2 separate regions of the Sus scrofa genome follow, and region 1 is linked to region 2. Evidence: chromatin contacts called from public Hi-C data. All regions are on one chromosome and are shown on one strand. Each heading gives the region's core, a stretch centred on a gene start, on an enhancer-like site or on the middle of the called end of the contact. The rest is flanking DNA. Distances are from core to core; before and after follow the strand shown. Region 1 holds the start of STK17B (serine/threonine-protein kinase 17B). Region 2 has its middle 35 kb from the start of DNAH7.

The links. Hi-C and Micro-C count contacts between places; a contact is called where the count stands out from the background.
Region 1: a contact with region 2 is called in a Hi-C map of fetal liver, with 1.6 times the contacts expected there. The contact joins the promoter of STK17B here to the enhancer-like site in region 2. A contact is called at or near these places in 4 of 47 Hi-C or Micro-C datasets (embryonic fibroblasts, epiblast stem cells, fetal liver and 1 more) and 1 of 2 datasets of contacts at active chromatin or transcription factors (alveolar macrophages).

The regions. Positions count from the first base shown.
Region 1 is chr15:100,065,032-100,067,731 of Sscrofa11.1, forward strand. It overlaps STK17B (serine/threonine-protein kinase 17B), which reads right to left and starts at 1,266. Exons shown (of 8, transcript XM_021074823.1): 1 at 981-1,266. It overlaps LOC102157527 (a long non-coding RNA gene), which reads left to right and starts at 648. Exons shown (of 2, transcript XR_002339022.1): 1 at 648-737; 2 at 950-1,749.
Region 2 is chr15:100,020,548-100,023,247 of Sscrofa11.1, forward strand. No RefSeq gene overlaps it. Among named protein-coding and RNA genes, the nearest start is that of DNAH7, 35 kb to the left of the region's middle. Within about 2 kb of position 1,439, at least 3 of the 83 cell types and tissues checked have an H3K27ac peak or open chromatin away from gene starts, as enhancers often do. A contact at or near this core is called in fetal liver, where this site is marked.

The DNA of each region.
Region 1 (2,700 bases), core at 16-2,515, 44 kb after region 2:
AAGTACCTCTAATTCCATTCCAGACATGAGAAGAACTAAAGTCAGCTACCAGCTGCCATAAAGTCTCTTTCAACTTTGTCTCCACTTATCCCTCTGAGGGGACTCAAATGAAATGCTTTTCCGTACATTAAAACAAAGAGCTGGGTAATTGTCAAAATAGTTGTTTGTATAGTTTGAGGATGGGTCGTTGTACACTTTGAGGTTTACATAGTGTCAAAATAAAATCAGATCGCCGAAGACCACTGAAACGACTGCAATTTGACTTCTCTATTCAATACCTTTAAAAAACTGTTGACAAGCAGTAACTGAAAATGCCCCACAAGATGAGCACAAACTTTTTCCAGACGAAAGTCAGCTGTGAACAGGACGTGCCCATGAGTCCAGACGTGAACACGTCCTGTGACCCCCATCACAGCTGTGAACTCGGGAGGGACCTGAAGGAAGGACCACGTCGACGCGACGTGGAAGGGACGCAAGTAAGCCGGTCGCAAAGGGGGCCCCCGCGGGACGCGCCCGGGGGAGAGTCTGAGCCGGGCAGGCTACAGCACGCGCAGACACACGAGCGCGCGCGCACACACACACACACACACACACACACACACACTCTCTCTCTCTCTACACACGGGCCGAACTCCTCGGGCTGGGCTGAGAAAGGTACTGGGAGGACCACCGGTCGCCGCCGGCGCCGAACCCGAGGGAATCCGGGAAGCAGAACTTCAGCCGAAACACGGCGAGAGGTTCGGAGCAGTCGGGGCACCTGAAGGGCGTTGGTGTGTGAGCCCATCTTCCCCAGGCTAGGGGTCCGAGGGGACCCTGGATCCGCCCACAACACCTGGACCTCCCTCCCCTGGACCCCTCCCACATTAGGGGGGTCTCTGTTCCATGGGTAAAGGGGGCCGATTCAGGGGACTGGAGTCGCAGCCCCGAGCCCACCCGCCAATCCTCGCAGGACCGCGACGCGCGAGGCGGAAGACACTGACCGCTCGGGCCGCAGCAGGTTCCTTCGCGGCCGCCCCCTCCAAGGGGGCTCCCGTTCTGCCCCACGTCGGTGGCCACGACAGGACGCGTGCTCCAGTTCTATCCCGGTGAGGTGCCGGATAGCTCCGAACGTGGCAGGACCCACTTTTATTCTTCCGGACAACGGCCAACAGTTGTGACCCGACCTCCCCGTGAGGTGGCTCCCGGCGACGGCAACGAAGACGGAGACCGGAGCTTACAGTTGAGGTTTGAAAACTGCAGCCGCCTTGCAGGGCAGTGCTGTAGGCTAGAACCCACCCCCTCGGAAGGGAGAGCCAATCCGAACTCGCGTGGAGGGCTGGGCTGTCACGTGTGGGCGGGGCGGGGCGCCGGGGCGGGGCGCCGGCACAGGGCGCGTGCTGCAGGGCGGGGCCTCGGCGGCAAGGGGGGTGTGGCCGGCGCCCAGCAATCCGAAGCTGGGAGGAGCTTCGGAGCAGGTGGGGTGCTCCAGTAATTGCTGCGACCGAGGAGTGAGGCAGGCGCTGCCAGGGACCCCTCAGGGGACTGCACCCGGTCTTCACACAGGGAGTGAACTTCTGCAGACGGGAGAGGGAAAAAGCAGTTAGTTGCTGCTTTCAACTCATTCCCAAACTTTTGTGCCTCTTTCCTAACTCTTCCTAGTCATCTTCCTTATCACCTGAAACCAGGTGGCCAGTGGAGAGCCCCATATACTATAACTTTGCAAATATCAACATCGCTTGGGATTTATGGAACTTGGGCCCCACCACTAAGTCCACTTCAGCGAATTGAGTCCTTCTGAGGCATGGCTGAAGGCAGTTTTAGGAGAGTGCAAATAAGATGTTTTGCTGTTTTTTGCCTATAGGTATCTAAGGGAAAACGGGAAAGCATCTCAGCAAACCATTCAGGATGTTATCTTTTGAAGAGAATGAAAAATTTGAAAGTCCTGTGCAAGGCACAGTTGAAGTTTTTTGGTTCTATATAATCTAGGATTGGTTTGCAAAGTATACTTACAATAATTGTAGAGGACTATTGGGGAAATATATTGGGAGGGGAATGGTTCTTTTTCAAAAGACTTCAACACTCAAACAGCATTTAAAGAGGAGGTTTTCTGTACAGCACAGAAAGATGAGTGTGATTGGGTCACTTCGTTGTACAACAGAACATGATGAAACATTGTAAATCAACTATTCTTCAATAATAAGGAAAATTTTTAAAATAAAGTTTTCTTTTTCTATCCCAGTAAACCAAGCAAATTCCCATCGAGCCATCCATTTGTTTTTCCATACTGTATTTTCCCCAAGATAAGTACATAAAATGCCCATCATTTACTCAAATCTCCTTTTTACTTAACTGACTCCTCCCATTTAATGTGTCTATTCCCTAAACCTTGTCTCGGAGTATTTTGCTTCCATCTATCTAGTTTCTGGTTGCCAACAAATGGATTGACCAGAGAAGCCTAAAGTTAGAACAAAGGGGGGAAAAAAAACCCTGGAAGTTGAAATGGACTTTATGGCTGTCATTATCTAAGAGTCCACAAACAGCGAGTGTTCCCATCTTTTCTTTTAAGAACAAGGGGGCAGTTCCTAAAAGTCTCAACACCAGCACTGGAACCAGTAACTTCCAGAATTAACAGGACTGCAGCGTGGCGGCAATTTTTGTTTTTTTTTCTGAATGTGTGTTTAATGCTGCACCTCCTCAGTATTGACATTTGATCAATAGCCA
Region 2 (2,700 bases), core at 189-2,688:
TCTCTTTAAGCTTGTTCAAATGTTACCAAACTTTTAAGTCTCTGGATGGATGAAAGTCGCCAAGTAAACTAGTAAATGTTGCTGAAGCCTGGAGTTGAGTGTCCCAGGGCACGGCAAGTCCTGAAGCCTGAGCTTGATTTGACAACAGTGACTACTTTATGTGGTAAAATAATTAACCTGCTAAAACAAGGATCACTTATAGGAAAAAAAATGTAAGAAAAGTTTACTTAAACCAGGACCGGGTTGGTAAATTCACTCTTGCCTTCATGTTGAATCAATAATTGAAAACGCTGGCTCTGAGCAGGGCAGGGGGAAAAATTGTTTGCTTCCTGAAAAACACAAAAGCTTATTTTTTCAGATCTTAAAAAGAGATATAATTTAGAAAAGGGATAATCACAAGCAACACTTTCTGCTGAGAACAAAAACCAAAGCAAAAAAATATTTATGGACATTCCCAAGAAACCGCTATGGCAAATCTCACTGGAACTTTAATTCATGTGGAGGCTTTGAAACATCAGCACAGCAGGAAATGAAAGGGCATTTGAAAACTAAAGGACAACTCCAGTTTCTCCTCTATCCATACCTCTATAAATTGCAAAGAAAAGTCCTTATTTTTAGCAAAATTGCTATCACATTTACACACAGCAGTTCTGGACATGTGTCCACAGCTCGGCGCCAACATCACTCTCTTGCTGCAGATCCAAACCCACCAGAACATTTTGTTTTGCAAAAGTAGTTTTGCCTTAAAATACATTCACGTGGGGAGCGGGGAATGCAAAGTGTCGCGGATAATGAGAACTTGGGGCTTGAGAACAAGAGAAATCTGCTGGCGATCTCAAGAAGCATACGGTGAAGAAAAGTTCTTTTTTAGCTCCCAGCGAATTCCTCAGCAATTAGTGGTTTGTCTTGAAATGATAGCAGTTGCAAGAACTGTGGCCAGAGACCCACGGCCTGCCTACATTATGGGAATATCCCTGGCCTCTAAGAAAAAAGAAGCTGCACAGAGTTACGGTGGTACAAAATAAAGCTTTATGGGCCTCTCTTGCAATAATACATGAAGCAAGCAAACAAACAAAAAATAAGCACAGAAAATTGTTCTTGATCAGGATTTCAGATATTTCAAAATGGAGGGATGTGTTCACACTGTAAGATATTGTTTAATACCATGGAAATATGTTTCACGGTGCCAAGCTCCTCTCTGAGAAGTATCTTAAACTTTTGGAGGAATACAGTCCAAGATAAATGGCTGTGGGATTTTGTAGGTAAGATGACTAGCTTACTGGCATTACTCAAAAAGATAGAACACAGTGCCATGAAGAACTTCCAAGATCATCAGAATTTGACAGTAAAGACAGTATATAATTTTAGTTTTACTTTTCTGTGTGCTACTGCTAAGACAGCCTCACCCCCACCCTTCAAATGTCTGATTAGAAAAGAAATTCATGCTTACTGTAGATAACTGAAAAGCATGGGGAAATATCATTCCCATGCGCTAATATGATTAGGATCCTGGCATATTTTTTTCTTGACTTTTCCTACGTATATATTTTTTAAACTAGTTGAAACTACACTGTGTGTGTGCATGCACACGTTTTCACTTAGTGTATCATAGAATTATCCAAGGTCATGGAGAATGCTTCATAATTATCATTTTGCTTAACTGTTTCCAGTTATTGTATATTTTGCACATTCTTTTGTACATTTTTACGCTCTTTGAATGTTTCTTATTGCAAGTAATGAGGAGCTTTTCTTGCTAAAAGATGAAAGAATTGTACCTTATATTTACTTGTTCATATATGTGTGCATCTCAGTTTTGGGTACTGACACAAGATATTTTGATTTACCTTATACATTTTTTGATGAAGTTCCTCAAAAATTAAGGAGACTCATTTGTATCTGGGGCATGCAAAGAACTCCTAAAAATAAATGTAAAATATAAGTAATCTATTTTTTTAATGGGCAGAATGTTTCTACAGATATTTCTTTGAAGACCATATACCAATGACCAGTAAGCACATGAGAAAATGTTCAACATAATTAGCCATCAGGGAAGTGCAAATCAAAACTACAAAGAGATTTAACTTTATACCCACTAGAATGGCAATTATCAAGAAATCAATAACAGGTATAGGCAAGGATATTGAGAAACTGGAACCCATATACTATTGGTGGGAATGTAAATTGATGTAGTCACTTTGGAAAATGGTGGTTCCTCAATTGTTTGTTTTTTTGTTTGTTTTTGGTTTTTTTGGTCTTTTTAGGGCTGCACCTCTGGCATATGGAGGTTCCCAGGCTAGGAGTCCAGTCGGAACTTCAGCTGCCGGCCTATGCCACAGCCAGAGCAACGCGGGATCCAAGCCACGTCTGCCACCTACACCACAGCTCATGGCAACACCGGATCCCCAACCCACTGAGCGAGGCCAGGGATCGAACCTGCAACGTTATGGTTCCTAGTTAACCACTGAGCCACAACAGGAACTCCCAATTCCTCAATTGTTAAACAGAGTTACCATATGACCCAGCAATTCTACTCCTAGTATACACCCTAGAGACATGAAAACATATCCACACAAAATCTTGTACCTAGCAACATTATTCTTAATGGCCAAAAAGGTAAAACAACTTAAATGTTCACCAACTGATGAATGGTTAGACAAAACATGATCTATCCATACAGCAGAATATTACTCAGCAATAAAA